Regions from separate parts of the Mus musculus genome. Here regions 2, 3 and 4 are each linked to region 1. The links are chromatin contacts, called in public ChIA-PET, HiChIP or PLAC-seq and promoter capture Hi-C maps. All regions are on one chromosome and are shown on one strand. Each heading gives the region's core, a stretch centred on a gene start, on an enhancer-like site or on the middle of the called end of the contact. The rest is flanking DNA. Distances are from core to core; before and after follow the strand shown.

Region 1 (3,491 bases), core at 519-3,018:
CAAATCTTGCTGATTAGTGTGTTCATTCCCCGTTTGTTTCAAATTTTCTTCTGTTACAAATGAAATGTTTAGACAGCTAAGAGTTCTACATCTTGATTCAAAGGAAGTCAGGAGAAGACTGGCAAAGTCCACCCCCACAGTGACACACTTCCTCCAACAAGGCCATACGTTTCCAACAAGGACTCATCTCCTAATAGTGTCGCTCCTTGTGGGTCAAGCATTCAAACACATGAGTTTGTGGGAGCCACACCTGTTCAAACCAGTGCGCACAGCAATAGAAACCTAAACTAAGATAGTGTTCCAGTGTACTCCAGCTTAGTTTTTGAGATGGGGCTCCTCACGAACCTGGTGGAGCTTAAACCATTTTGGCCAGAATAACTGGAAGACTGTGGGGCTGTGGGTGTGGGGGGAAGAGGGGAGTGGGAGAGAGCCCGTGTCCCATCAGAGTTCCGGTGCTCTGGGTGGGCAGATGAGGGAGGACTGCCGCACGCTTTCCACGCAGCCCTGGGTGAGTGTCTAGCTGTGTGAAGCCATGGACCCCAGCTCTGTGGGTGGTGGACAAGGGGCAGTCCTAGGCACCAGGTTCCCAGCTTCGGGTATCCCATACACCAATGGAAACCTCAGAAGAGCTGAGAACAGAATAAGGACCCCGGGACAGCCCTGAGCCCCAGGGCCGAAGTGAGCAGAGGGCAAGGGGAGAAGGCGCTTGATGGTTCCCACATGGGCTGGAGTGCAGGAAGACTGTCCAGCGGGAGTTTAGACATGGCTCATTAGGAGAAAGCCTATCCGATCGTTCAAGCACGGCAGGCCTTGATGAGCAGAGACAAGTCTATGGTTTTAGAGCTTTATTGTAGAAGGCAGGGGGAAGGAGAAAAGGTAGAAAGAGAGAGGCTGGCCATGGACACATGCGGGGGGGGGGGGTGGCGGGGGGGGGAGAGAAAGAGGGCTAGAGAAGAGAGTAAGAAAGGTGAAAGCTTAAAGAGAGCAAGGAGGGACCAAGCAGCCCCTCTTATAGTGGGCTGGGCTATCACTGTGTAACTGTGGGGAGGAGCATACCTGGCTATAGTCAGGTAACTGTTGGGGTGGAGTCTAGCCAGAATGCCAGAAGCTTGGGGCATTGTCTGTGTGATTGGTAGTCACAGAATTTTATGGAGTTGGAGGCTCTGTGGTTTCAGGCACCAAATTCTGGGAACATGGCTTGCTTTTCCATCCCTTGTAGAGTTTCCTACTGGGTTGCTGAAGCAAGCCCCATTCAACCAAAATAGACTGCCTATCACAGTCCCACAGCAGACAAGTCCACAGAATCCACCTGTCTCTGCCTCTGTCAATGCCAGGGGCTGCAGTTACAGACCCACATAGCTACACCCAGCTTTTACATGAGTAGTGGGCATTAGAACTCCTGTCCTTGTGCTTGAAGATCAAGTACCTTACCACCCCCTGCCCCAGCCCTTGAGCCCTACCCTTTTAATTATTGTTTTTATCAGCCATTTAAAAAATACATTACCAACTTAAAATTTTCCTATTGGGTCTGTGCTGCTGGCTGGTAAAACAGAACTGCATAAGAGCAGGGTGCATACGCATATACTGTAACTTTTATTTTAACAAAAAGTGTCCCAAACAGTTGTAAAATGATCCACACTATCACCTTTTTTCTTTACAGAAATACAAAATGTGGGAGACCTCGTTTTTTCTAGCCACTTTATTAACTCTGAAAGAATGTGCTGGTCGCCTGCTCACGTGTGCCTTCAGTCCTCTCTGCAAGGGCAACTGTGTGTCAGCAGCACTTCCTGTGTTCATAGCAACCTTCTGCACAAAGCTGCCCCAGGGCAATACCATGTCCGATGTCCCGCTTTTCTTCTGCAGCCTGGAAGCCCCCACCGGAAGTGGGTTCTGAACTCATAGAAACCACACCCACATACAGAAGGTACTCAGAAAATGTTGCTGAGGGGGCAGGGTCCTTGTCCCTCAACATTCCTCGATTTTCCCTGCCACTCAGGACAAGGCAGTCCTGTGTCCTGCGACTGCACTGCAGATAGACTTCTGTAGCCTTCAGAAGAATCTAGAACTCAGCTGTCCTGGGAAGAAGATGGTAGCAATATTTGTACTCGCTGTACTAGCAGTGTTGTGGACTACCTTCCCCGGCATCACTTTCTAAAGAGTAACTGGAAAGTCTACCTGAAATTACCTGAAGTTGTAACATTCAGACTGAAGTGTGCAGCCAAACCTTACATTTTTTTTAGAGAGACCAGAACTCCCTGGGAAGACCATGGCACACTTACAGAGAGGCGCTGTTACCCACAAAGAATGATGGCTCACCTCTCACCTAGTCTAAACAGGATCTTCCTCTGACCTCTCAGAGTGTGGTGTGTGTCCCAGGAAATTGCCAGTCCTGGGGACAAGTGACTCAGGACTGAGGAAGCTAAAGGTGGGAAGTCACTGATGGCTTTCAGCTAGGGACCACAGGGCAAAAGAAAGCTGTGATAGATCTGCACCAAGAGTAGTCCGGAACTTTTGGGGGCCGGATTGGAGTGACTGGACAGGACTACATAGAGATTCACTGTTTCAAAAGAGAAGGAGGAAGAGGAGGAGGAAGAGAGAATCTTGCCTCCCATCCTCACATTGTCTGTAAAGATTAACTAGAAAGCAGCCAGTGACTTAAACACAAGAGTCAGATTTTATAAGTCTGTAACTTTTAAAAATGTATAATTATTGGTGTGTGTGACGGGAGGGTGTGTCAAAGGACAATTGGGCAGAATCCGTTCTCTCCTTGGGTCCTGGGGATGGAACTCAGGTCACCAGGGAAATCGCCTCTACTGAGCCATCTCAGCAGTCCCAAATCTAAAAAATTTAAAGATAACTGCTCTGCCTGTTAATTTCTGAGCGATAATGTTATAATCAGTGCCTTGTGCCTTGACACAGCCCACATTTATTATCTCCCGATTCCCATGGGCCAGGCTCCTCTGCTTGGAGTCTCAATGGCTGCCATCAAGCTCCTAGACATGTGATCTCTTGATGCCACAAAGCCAGATTCTCCAGCTAGATGGGCACAGTTTCTTATGTAACAGTCATGTAATCACCGGTGCAGCCATCCGCTGTACAGCATTCTGCCTAGCAGCAAGCCACAGATCTTGCCCACAGTCGAAGCCAAAAAGCAGTAATGTAACGATGAAGAGAAGCACAGTTACCCTGCCCTGTCTGTACATGGACCCCACGGTAGAATGAAAACCTACGGAGGAGGAAACCCTGCCTCTGACTGTATTTGGCTTCTTGTCACTTTTCCTGGAGTGGTGCTGCCTGGACCCTCCCATTTACCCTGTATCCTGTATTACAAACAACCTGGAGGCAGACCAAAGTGCTTACGAGAATACAAAGAACTTGAGGGTCTGTGAAGGCCCTGGAAACAGATTCCCAGGGATCTCTAAGGAGAGCAGATAGGAGGCTTTTCTGAATGGGGAAGATGGATACAGGATCACGCAGACCATCTGTTTGCA
Region 2 (3,491 bases), core at 738-3,237, 500 kb after region 1:
GACAGTGGAGTGTGAGGGTGAGCTATCTTTAGAATGATTTTTAAAAAAGACAGAAGACTCTGAATTAGAGATTTTTAAAAACCTGAATTTTAAGAGTCTATGTTTATATTTATCTATAAGAGACTGATAACTTTCAATCCTAAATCTGATACTGTGAGTTATAATTCTCAAGTTAGGCTTTATGAGTAAGTTAGAATCAGTTTGTTTTCACTTAAAAATTATTTTATCCTGCTTAGGGCCAGTGTAGAGGAATTTTAATCCAGCAACATGGCTGCTCTGGCCAGAGATCACATTAGCTTAGGAAAGGAAAAGAACAGGTCTGTGTGAATTGCCTGGAGGACACACTTTTAATCCCTCTGACCGGAATACAAACCTGTCTTTAGTGCACACCTTTAATCCCAATCAATGACATCTACTTGAGGGACAGACAAAGTGATGAATCAGAGAAAGAGTTGACAGAATGAGCCAGAGATAGGATGCACCCAACTGACAGGAAAGGAGCATCGAAGAGACTGGGGCTGGGCCAGAGGGAGTGAATCAGCTTAGTCCGTTCAACTCCTGCAGTGCAGTTGAGTTCAGCAGAGTTCATTCATGAGTTCCGTTCCATTTGTGCAGTGCATGCAGGCCAGCAGAGCCAGAAAATAAGGAGCCAGAAGATTAGAACAAATTGCCAAATTGTTAGAGGCCAAGCAGAGCGAATCAGTGGGAAGCTGAGAGAAGCCAGATTGAATCAGTCAGCTTGGAGAGGAGTTTGAGCCAGAAGAGCTGAGTTGAACCAGCCAGCCAGAGTTCAGAAAGAACTGGAAAGGGTGAGTTTATGCAGCAGCAAATCTAAAGCATTCTAGATTAGATTGTATCTAGGCTAAAAGTTTCCAGGCCTAGGGCTAGGGATACATAGAACAGAGAACGGAAATCCGTGGGCTCAGCCCAAGCTGTGTATTCGCACAGCTGTGTATGGCTCTCTTTTCATCCCATCCCATCATGAGGAAATAAATGTTTCTTTTACAGGCCAGTAACATTTTGTCTTTTTGTCGTATTTTTTATTTTCCTGATTTTCTCAGTGACCTGAGTGGTCAGCATGTTCTGGTATGTCAATATCTACTAGATTAAATGACATCACAGATTACAAACTTTTAGCCTTTTTAAAATGCCATTAAACATAATGACTTGTTCTGTAATTAAAATTAAAATTTATCAGATAATAAGCAACCTTTAACAGAAGTCAGGTTTTCTCCAAGTGGATAATTTACAGGAACATGGTTGATTTTGTTTGTTTGTTTTAAACAAAACAAAACATTCTTCCAGCTTTCTTCTTGACCATCTTATGAAAGAATGTTTTTCTCGGTATAAGTGATCAGTAATACAGAGATCAAGGAGGTTTTCAGGTGGAAAGAGCATTTTTCAGATAGATGATAAAGTTACATTGTTGTGTAACTTGAGTATAGCAAACGGAACAAATCCCGACAGCTGTACAGCCTTTCTCAGGCATTGCCAGGCTCTAATCATTTGTGGAAATTTGAACTGCCGTGCTTTTGAAACCACAAATTTGAACCCACACATGTGTCTTGAGCTATTTGGCCGTTGACTAGGCCCGTGATTGCTGACTGATCTTGGGGAACTGTATGTTCTCTCTGTGCTTGGATTCTCTCTGGACACCCGGGCTAAGGTGAGAAAGGAGCGTGGGGAGGATTGATGTGGCTCCAGGAGCCTATTCCGGAGCTTCAGCAGGTATCACTAGCCTGAAAGTTGAATAAAAGACCTGGAAAGCTCAGGTGTGGACGGAGGGTAGGGGTGGGGCGTGTAAAGACGACCTCCCAGCTAGCACTGGCGTGTTCCCTCAAGAGTTAGCAGCACACTTTATAGAAGCAGTAGCTAGGCTGCAGTAGCAGCTCTAACACGCGCTGAGCTCCGTTTCCTAGGCAACCACCATGACTTCCGGTTTGACTCCAGGTTGGCTAGTGGCCTGACTCTGTCACGGGAACCGCCACGATTCTGCAAGATGGAGAGTGAACATAACTCGGTGGCCAGCTGGGGCCAGGGTCGAAGTCCAGCCGCCGGAGGTCTTGAGTCAGGACGGTCCCTGGGGACAGTGCTATCAGGAGGGACCTCGGAGACTGGAGGAGCCTGAGTGCCGAGCCCCAGAGGGTGCACCGGCCCCCAGTAGCTCTCCGCAGCCGCCAAGCTGGAGCTGGACGTGAAGACCGGGAGCGTCGGGCCGGTGGCTGCGGCACAGAGGCTCCACCAGGCGGAGACCCGGGCGGAGAGCGAGCAGGCCACGGTGGCTTCCCGGCGGAGTGGCCGGACCAGGAGCGTGCTGCGCTGGTTCTCCACCGCGGTCATGTATGCCGCCTTCCTGGGGCTGGTGAGAGCCGAGGCTGCACCCCTCCCAGGCTGGGGCGCGAGCCTCCTGCAGGGGACCTGCCCTTCCCAGCTGGACTCTCACATTCGCTGCCTGCATGTTGTGTGACCTTGATCGCTGGGGCTTCAGTTTCATCCGCTTAACACATAGGCACTATTCTAATCACCGAGGGTCACTGTCAAGAGCGCGGGTGATTTTTGCCTAACATGATTTCCCCCTACAATCTATCTTTGTAGGGCTCCTCTTAGTACTAGGGAGACAAAAAAAGAGAATGCCAGGATCTGTAGCCACTGTCCCCTACACCTTAATTATTATACAGAGAAATACTTGGCTGGGGTGGGGGCTCTCTTTCTAGTGGCTTGATTAAATTACACCAACTGCTTGATTTTTACAGATTTTACAGATATAATGGCAAGAGCAAAATGACTTTTTCTTGTTCATACAAATGTTTAAGCGGTTGAGTCAAGCGCAGCCCTTACTCTGGTACAGCCCTCTTCAAACTAACTTCCATTGTATAAGTGATTTTCATGGAGCAAAGTACAAGGCTGTATGCGCTTTTTACAGATCCTGGAGCTACCCCCAATTCAGTGTTTGTGGCAAAGCTCCCCATTCCCTATCACTTCATGGTTGTAGGCCAACAGGGTCGAGAGGGTGAGTCCCCAGAGGAGAATAGCTTACTCTCTTCTAGACTCTGAGCCACACTCATTTCTTAGATTGTACTAATGGGACGGGATAAAGAAATCCCTGCAGATGCTTACTGAGCGCTCGCTCCCTGGGCTGGGTTTTGAGTCTTTGGAAGACGTGAAGTGTTTTCACTCTTCGTGTGTGAGCTACTTATTGCGAACCTGCGCTCACTCTGGTTCGTACCAATGCTGTCTAGGTAAGGTGCACAATTAACTTTGGAGCACAATGGTACAATTAGAATCGGTAGTTCTTGAAATGTAAGTCAATTAGAAGCTTTAGTTAAGGGATTTCTTCTAAGTTCCAATTTATTAGCCTGTAGGTCTTGTTACTCCTATTAAAAAGAAAAAGCTGGAAAAGTTCATTTTTGCTTCTTCTTTATACAAAGTGATGTTGCAGGAACATCTGAGTCAGGACTTAAAGACAGAACAAGAAAGTCAAGTTCAGAAGG
Region 3 (3,491 bases), core at 415-2,914, 430 kb after region 1:
CCAGGTAGCGGTGCTCTTAAATGGTGAGCCATCTTTCTAGCCCTAGCTTAATGTCTTAAGAAACAACTTTTATAGTAAGTAAAAGATGTTTCTGATTTTATATCTACTGTTAAGAAGAATGTGTGTGTGTGTGTGTGTGTGTGTGTGTGTGTGTGTGTGTGTGTGTGTGTGGCTTGACTCCAGCCTGCCCAGGTAGTTTGTTTTATCTTGGCCCTTTAAATGGCTTAGTTTCCTGCAACTCAGTGGTACTTCCTGATAGCTTACTGTGAGAAGGAAGGTTGTTACCAGAGCATAGTTGGATAGCTGATATTTAGGACAGAAGCGTTGGCTATTTGAGAGGCCAGCAATCCCTAGACATTTGATTCACTAAGATAGAAATCTGTTAGATAGAAACTTGCTGTTTGGGTTGGCATTTTCTTAATTAAGACTTGTTTGTGCATGTCTATTTTAGGAAGAGACCTAAGAGTGTCTCCAGAGGTTTATTGTGACCTTTTATAGAAGGTGGCTGCCTCTGATGGGTAGCATATGATTCCAGACTAGTAAATCCCTTGCTTCTAGTTTTTGTGGTCTTGGGCAAGTTACTTAACACATGCTTTGCCTCAGTTTCATCATCTCCATGGAGGTTAGAATACTTTGACATGGATTGTTGTGAGAGCTGGGGTGGAGGACACAGGTCTATAATCCTAGCACTTACACAGAGACAGGAGAATCACAAGTTTGAGGCCAGCTTGGTCATTTCAGTGACAATGAAGCAGACTGAGAGTGAGACCCTGACTCAAGCAAAGCCTTGGTTGGGGCTGTGGTGTAGCTCAGTGGTAGAGTACTTGCCTAGCATGCACGGGGCTCCAGGTCCCCAGAAGAGAGTTGTAAGGATTAAACACATATAATAACTATAAATACAGATACAAACGCATATAAAGCTCTGAAGTAGGGCTCGGTACATAATGAACACTTAATAAATGTTACGTAGCTCTGCTGGGATGCAGAAGGGACAGTGGTTTGAGAATAACAGGAAGTTTACCTTGGAATTTGTCCTGACCTACTTAAATTACTTGTACTCAAGTAAACCCTTTAAAGTAATCACCAGCCTTCACCTTTCTCTTGAATGGGAGAACAGTGTAGCTCAAGTAACCTCAGTTAGTCTTTATTGTTCCATGGCTGGCAAGGTAGAATATTCATTTTCAACTTTTAAAGCCACACATGTAGGGATAGCAAGATAAACTTTATGGCGTTCTGAAATTCCACAAAGCAATCTATTAATTAAAGATTAATGTGATTGTGGCCCAGGCAGACCAGCTAGGGGCACACGTCTGCCCCAGCCAGGGGAAGCTATGCTTTGATTTGTCTCAAGGAATCTGCCTGTGTCTTGTATAGTTGATCTACAAATTCAATCTGTTCCTAGGCATTTTGATCACAGTTTCCAATCATGAGCTATATTTTTATGACCCTGAAGAGTAGTGCTCTCTTTGTGTTATTTGTTAGGTAGTTGTACTGCTGTGTTCATGTGATTTTAGAGACTTAGTCATAGGCCTTGATTGGTTCACTACCATTGATGACAGGTTTCTTTACAAAATGTTGATTTTGTGTGTGTGCATGTGAGCATGAGCTCATCGCACCCCAGAGGGTGGGGTTGGATTCCTTGGAGCTGGAGACATTTGTGAATCACTCAGTGCGGGGTGCTGGATTATACATCCAGTCCTCTGAGAGAGCAGTAACTGCTCTTAGCCACAGAGCCCTCTCTCCCCCTGATAAGTTACTTTATAGGATTAGTGATTGTATGTACTTGTAGTAAAAAAGGATCAGGTTTCTAGAGAGCCTATGCCTTGCTGCTTTCTCCAGAAGTCCTATTACAAAGGCAACAGCTTTTAACTCATTTATTTCTCATGCTTATCTTCATATTTCTTATTTTTGTATTTTTTAAATAATATGCCTATATGGTTATATTTTGGATTTTTAAACTTAGACTTTCTCTACAGATATCCTTCAACGGAATCTATCACATTATCTTAATTGGGCTGTGTGAAGGTGTTTGGTTAAATCAGTTAAAAGGTAATTTAACATACACTAAATGAGGTACTCTACTCAAATTCCAGCCTCACTATACTCAACGTTTGTGTGAATGTTTTCTCATCTGGGCAGGTACCTCTTTAAATGACTTAAATGGCTTAATGTTATGGTTCGTGTTTATTCCCCTGAGTTCATCTGTTAGGGTTTGGAGACACAGTCTCCCTCTAGTATATGCCCTGGCAGCTAGTGCATGTTTTCCTGTCATTGCAACACAACACAGGCTAAGATAGGTAATAGAAAGCATCTTGACTCTGTCTGACATCATGTGCATTAAATAAATTCCAATTGTCAGCTAGTCAGTGGTAGCACACACCGTTAATCTTAGCAATGGGGAGGCAGAAGCAGACAGATCTCTGAGTTCGAGTCCAGCTTGCTCTATAGATCTACTTCCAGGATATCCAGGGCCACACAGAGAAACCCTGTCTCTAACCTTCCCACCCCCCCAAAAGCTGTAAAACCATTACAGTTGTCATAACCAACATTAGTGGACATCAGTATCTCCCTCTTCATTTAAGGAAGAGGCTGGTATGAGTTAGAAGTGAGCTGGTCAGCTGCAAACCCTTCTTCCAGGCCTTGCCTGGTATGTTTATGTTATTGATAAGAATAGAATTTGGAGCCCCTGAGGACAGGTCACTAAGAAAGACAGCAGAAGCCCAGTGGGGCTTCTTAAGCAGACTTAGCTTCTTCTACCAAAGGCTAGGCCTTTACCCCAGAGCAGCCACTGAGACTTTGGGGACAGTTCCTGCTTTGGCTCTGATGGAAGAGGTCCTGACTGGGTCAGAGGTCAATGGATGAGGAAGGTTCTTGTGTTACAAATCTCTACTTGCACAATATCAGGATAGTTGTTTTTAATTTGTTCTTTGGGTTCCTATTTGTGCTTTCCATACTATCACAACATACTGTGTTGCTTTTTAAATTTTATAACATCCAAAATTATAAATGTGAGGTATCTTTTTCAGAAAAAGTATTTGTTATATTTCTCGGCTCTGTTGAAAGGAGTTCTTTCCAGCAAGTAGTGGTCAAACCTAGCAATACCTTGAGATTGTTTCTAGCTTACTTGACTTCTGCCCCAAATAATCTGTTCAAAATTCTCTGGTTTTTGGGACCACATTTGTAATTCCAGCATTTGCAAGGCAAAAACAGTTGAGGGTCTCAGCACAAGTTTAAGGCCACTAGGATTGCATAGTGACTTCTAGGCTAGCCAGGGTTAAACAGTGAAACCTTGTCTCAAACAAAACAAAACAAAACAAGGGGCTGGAGAGGGGGCTTAGTGGCTAAGACTGCTGCCTGCTTTTTCCAGAAGACACAGGTTCAGTTCCCTGTACTCACATGGCAGCTAACTCCAGTTTCAGGGGATCTGATGTCCTTTTATAGCTTCTGCAGCTCCAGGCATGCACATGGTACACAGACCTGCATGCAGACAA
Region 4 (3,491 bases), core at 328-2,827, 300 kb after region 1:
GATTGTGAAGTAGGAAGTAGCAAGGTGTGGTAAGACAGCCTAGAAAGGCTGCAAGAGTGTCACTTCAGATTGTCCTGTCAAACGTTGCCGTCACCTTACAGGTGTGAGATCAAGGCAGTTTCCCTGGCTGGTGGGGTTTCTGTTTGTCTCTGTTTTTGAGACAGGGCTCACTATGAGCTTTGGCTGTCCTGGAGCTCCCTACCTCTGCCATCCAAGTGCTGGGATTAAAGGCCCGTCATCTGACCGCCATCAGGCCCAGTTTTCCATTTACATTGGGTGATTGAAGCCCAAAGGGGTTTCATTGTTTAACATATGGTAACATACATGTGGTAGGTAAAACTCAAGATTAGGTTTAAGAGCATAGAGAGAAAAAATAGTGTGTGTAATGGAAAGTTATATAACTCAGTGGGGGTTTTGTGTGTTGCCTGCATTAAGAAGGGTTTTAATTAACCCAGGCTGGATTCAGACTTGCTATGTGACCAGGGCTGAGTTTGAACTTCTGATCTTTCTGCTTCTACTTCCCAAAAGTGCTGGGGTGACAGGCATGATGCACTGTGCCCAGCTGAGCTGGTGCATTTTCAAGGCTTGTGATATGTGTTAAATTATAGTATACTATATTATATATTATAATATTGTGTTATAGTATATGCATATTGTTCATCTCTTCAGCTCTCCTCTAAAAAGGGGACAGACCTTGAAGGTCTAGTATAACTAAATGTCCTTTTCCTGTGGGTTGGAAAAAGGCTTTTACCAACTCCCTGTGTGGTCAGCAACTCCTGCTTCCAAAGCTCAAAGGTCTCACACTGGATGGACGTGTGGATTCAAGGCATAACGTGACACTGATTTACCGGATCAGTTACTGTCTTGATCCTCAGTTGTGGATGTAGCAACAAGAATGAGATAGCATATGTGTAAAAATTTTGAGATTGTTTTAATACATATTGACTATCTTAAAAATAGCATAGATTCTCTAGATTTTGGTACTTATATAATTACACTTGTTTGTTTTGTCTTTAATCTCATAGACTAGTAAGTGCCCCGAGGGAACAAAACCGATGTTGATATTTGCTGGTGATGATTTTGATGTAACAGAAGACTTCAGAAGATTAAAAAATCTTCTTATTGGTAAGTGCTAGTAGAACTCACCTTGTTAACAATTGCTGTTTTTGAGATCTGCCTTTTCTGTGTGGTTAATCTTGTTCACATTGTTTTTCTGAGCAGACTGTAAACTCTCATCATATCTTTATGCTCCTTCTCCCTGGACTCTGGATGAGTGGTATTTTTTGCTTTTGTTTCTCGCTTTGTTTGTTTGTTTTAAGACTGGATTTCTCTGCATCCTGGCTGTCCTGGAACTCTATAGTTTGTTGAGACCAGGCTGGCCTCAAACTCAGGGAACTAACTGCCTCTCTTCCTGAATGCCGGGGCTAAGGGGCCATGCCACTCCACCTCATTCTCTTGTCTTAAAGCCTCTCCACCAAGCAAGATAGTTCTTCATTGCTCCCCCTCACTCAGGTTCTGAGGGCAGAGCAGCCTGCCTGGCTGTCAGCTGTCATGCTAACGGCCTCCTGCCCACTTCCTGTACCGTGGACAATCTGTGTTCCTGCTGAAAGCTCTCAGCGTTGTCGTCTTCTAAACTTGTTCTAGAGTGGCCTGGCAAGCTCTGCGTGTGGTGTCTAGGGCTCCTCTACCTGGGCAGGCCCAGCCTCTCCACACTCCTTCCACAGCTCCGTTTCTGATCTCTGCCTTCTGAGTCCTGGGATCACAGGACTGCACCTGTGCCCAACCCTATCTGTCATTTTCCCAGCCAGAAAGTACTTAGTTATTTCCTAGTTAATGGGATGCTAGACTTTGTAGGGTATTGGTTTTTTGTTTGTTTGTTTTTTTAATTACATTTTTGTTTGTATGTGGGGGCTGGGGCACGCTCATGTTGAGTTGGTACTCCACCATATGGGTCACAGGGATTAAATACAGGTTGGCTTGGTGGCAAGCATTGTAGCCTGCTGAGCCGTCTCACAGCTGTGATGAGTTTGGTGGTATAGGAATCTCAAGTCTGTTTGTTCTAAAGCCTTGTGTAGAGCGCAGCCCTATGCCCTCATAACTGGCATTGTGGAGTTACATTTAGAAATCTGTGGTCAGTTAAAACTTAAGATTGTAAAATATCATTAATTCCCAACTCTGAAATCCCAAAGTTTTGTATATAATGCCCTTCATAATATAAGTACCGTATAACATGCTTTTAAAATGTTATCTGCAAAGCACAGTAGGGAGTGAGTTAGCTTATAATAACTTAGTGAGTCAGTTTATTGTAACTTGTTTTCTTTAGTATCTTTTAAAAGATTGTTTTATATAATTTGTGGGTGTTTTGTCTGCATGTATGTTTGTGCATTATATACATGTCTCATGCTGGTGGAGGCCAAAGAGTACAACATCAGATACCCTGGGAATGGAATTACAGACAGATGGGAGCAGCCATGCAGGTGCTGGGAATCAAACCCAGGTCCTCTGGTAGAGTTATGATCTTACTATGGGAGCCATTTCTTCAGACCCCCAATTTCTTCTTTAAAGAACTGGTTTGTTGAAAATATGTTACAGCTGGGCAGTGGTGGACCATTCCTGTAGGCAGGCAGATCTCTGGGTTTGAAGCCAGTCTGGTCTACAGAGTGAGCTCTAGGACATCCAACAAACCCTTCCCAGAGAAACCCTGTTGAAAAACAAAAAGCAAGCAAGCAGGCAAGGAAGGAAAGACAGAAAGTAAGTTAGCTGTAACTGTTCCTCTTACGTTTTCTGGAGTCACGCTTTGTGTGTGTTTATTGGTTGGTTTAGGCAGCTTCTTGCTGTAGCTCACACTGGCCTTATATTCTTCAGCGTGCTAAGAGGAAGGCTGCCATCCCAGCTAGCTTCATCCTTCCTTACCACATTCCTAGCACTCTCTCGGGTTCTTCTCTAGGAAACCTGTCTGAGCCCATCCAGTCCATGTGAAGTGCTGGGCGTTTTCCTTTGCTCTGTACTGGGGACTCTGGCCACACACAGACCATCTCAGGCTGTTATTTCCCTTTGGGAGCTCAGGGCCTTGTTCGTGGAAGCACACCTGCGCTCTTTTGCCAATAGAGGACTTAACTCTTAGTGAGCCATGCTCGTTCTTCTGTTTTAGTTTGGTTGTTAGACTGGCCTCCTATATCCCTGGCTGGCCTGGAACTTGCTGTGTAGCTCAGTCTGGCCTTGAAACTCAGAGATCAATCTGCCTGTGCCTCCTGATTGCTGGAGTAAAGGTGTGTGCTACCATGTCCAGCTACAAGTCATCTTTTAAGTTTTGAAGAGCTGCCCTTATTCTCTCTCAGAAGGTTACTAATCATAGCATTGTGTTTGGTTTATGACTAGGAACAGTTGAACTTGACCTAATTCAGATCTGCAGGAGTATCAGCATCTGAGGGTTAGAGGCAGGCTGGGCTGTAAGCGACTGTCTGAGGAAACAGAAATGTGCTGGAGAGAGA

The links. Promoter capture Hi-C pulls out the DNA fragments that hold promoters and counts their contacts. ChIA-PET counts read pairs in DNA pulled down with a chosen protein or histone mark. HiChIP or PLAC-seq counts read pairs in DNA pulled down with a chosen protein or histone mark.
Region 2: a promoter capture Hi-C map of pre-B cells shows a contact between it and region 1, with 4 times the contacts expected there. The contact joins the promoter of Mfsd4b1 here to the enhancer-like site in region 1. A contact is called at or near these places in 3 of 39 promoter capture datasets (the 3T3-L1 cell line, hippocampal neurons and pre-B cells), 3 of 115 datasets of contacts at active chromatin or transcription factors (T-cell acute lymphoblastic leukemia, double positive thymocytes and memory CD8 T cells) and 2 of 9 other capture datasets (adipose tissue and liver).
Region 3: a contact with region 1 is called in a FOXA1 HiChIP or PLAC-seq map of pancreatic cancer cells. The contact joins two enhancer-like sites. A contact is called at or near these places in 1 of 15 datasets of contacts at CTCF or cohesin (the NIH/3T3 cell line) and 1 of 115 datasets of contacts at active chromatin or transcription factors (pancreatic cancer cells).
Region 4: a contact with region 1 is called in an RNA polymerase II ChIA-PET map of memory CD8 T cells, with 98 read pairs. The contact joins two enhancer-like sites. A contact is called at or near these places in 2 of 39 promoter capture datasets (erythroid cells and neural stem cells), 1 of 15 datasets of contacts at CTCF or cohesin (the NIH/3T3 cell line), 15 of 484 Hi-C or Micro-C datasets (CD4 T cells, CD8 T cells, the MNK3 cell line and 9 more), 27 of 115 datasets of contacts at active chromatin or transcription factors (the 230-238 cell line, the HPC-7 cell line, the SCID.adh cell line and 21 more) and 2 of 9 other capture datasets (adipose tissue and liver).

The regions. Positions count from the first base shown.
Region 1 is chr10:40,526,103-40,529,593 of GRCm38.p6, reverse strand. No RefSeq gene overlaps it. Among named protein-coding and RNA genes, the nearest start is that of Slc22a16, 43 kb to the left of the region's middle. Within about 2 kb of position 1,768, at least 118 of the 459 cell types and tissues checked have an H3K27ac peak or open chromatin away from gene starts, as enhancers often do. A contact at or near this core is called in CD8 T cells, the HPC-7 cell line, the SCID.adh cell line and 9 more, where this site is marked.
Region 2 is chr10:40,023,764-40,027,254 of GRCm38.p6, reverse strand. Mfsd4b1 (major facilitator superfamily domain containing 4B1) reads left to right here and starts at 1,987. Exons shown (of 4, transcript NM_144821.4): 1 at 1,987-2,362. The coding sequence starts at 2,339.
Region 3 is chr10:40,093,069-40,096,559 of GRCm38.p6, reverse strand. The region is part of intron 1 of Slc16a10 (solute carrier family 16 (monocarboxylic acid transporters), member 10); the gene reads left to right. Among named protein-coding and RNA genes, the nearest start is that of Gm25613, 15 kb to the left of the region's middle. Within about 2 kb of position 1,664, at least 70 of the 459 cell types and tissues checked have an H3K27ac peak or open chromatin away from gene starts, as enhancers often do. A contact at or near this core is called in pancreatic cancer cells, where this site is marked.
Region 4 is chr10:40,230,742-40,234,232 of GRCm38.p6, reverse strand. Rpf2 (ribosome production factor 2 homolog) reads left to right here. Exons shown (of 10, transcript NM_023323.3): 7 at 1,026-1,125. Among named protein-coding and RNA genes, the nearest start is that of Rpf2, 15 kb to the left of the region's middle. Within about 2 kb of position 1,577, at least 58 of the 459 cell types and tissues checked have an H3K27ac peak or open chromatin away from gene starts, as enhancers often do. A contact at or near this core is called in CD8 T cells, the HPC-7 cell line, the SCID.adh cell line and 5 more, where this site is marked.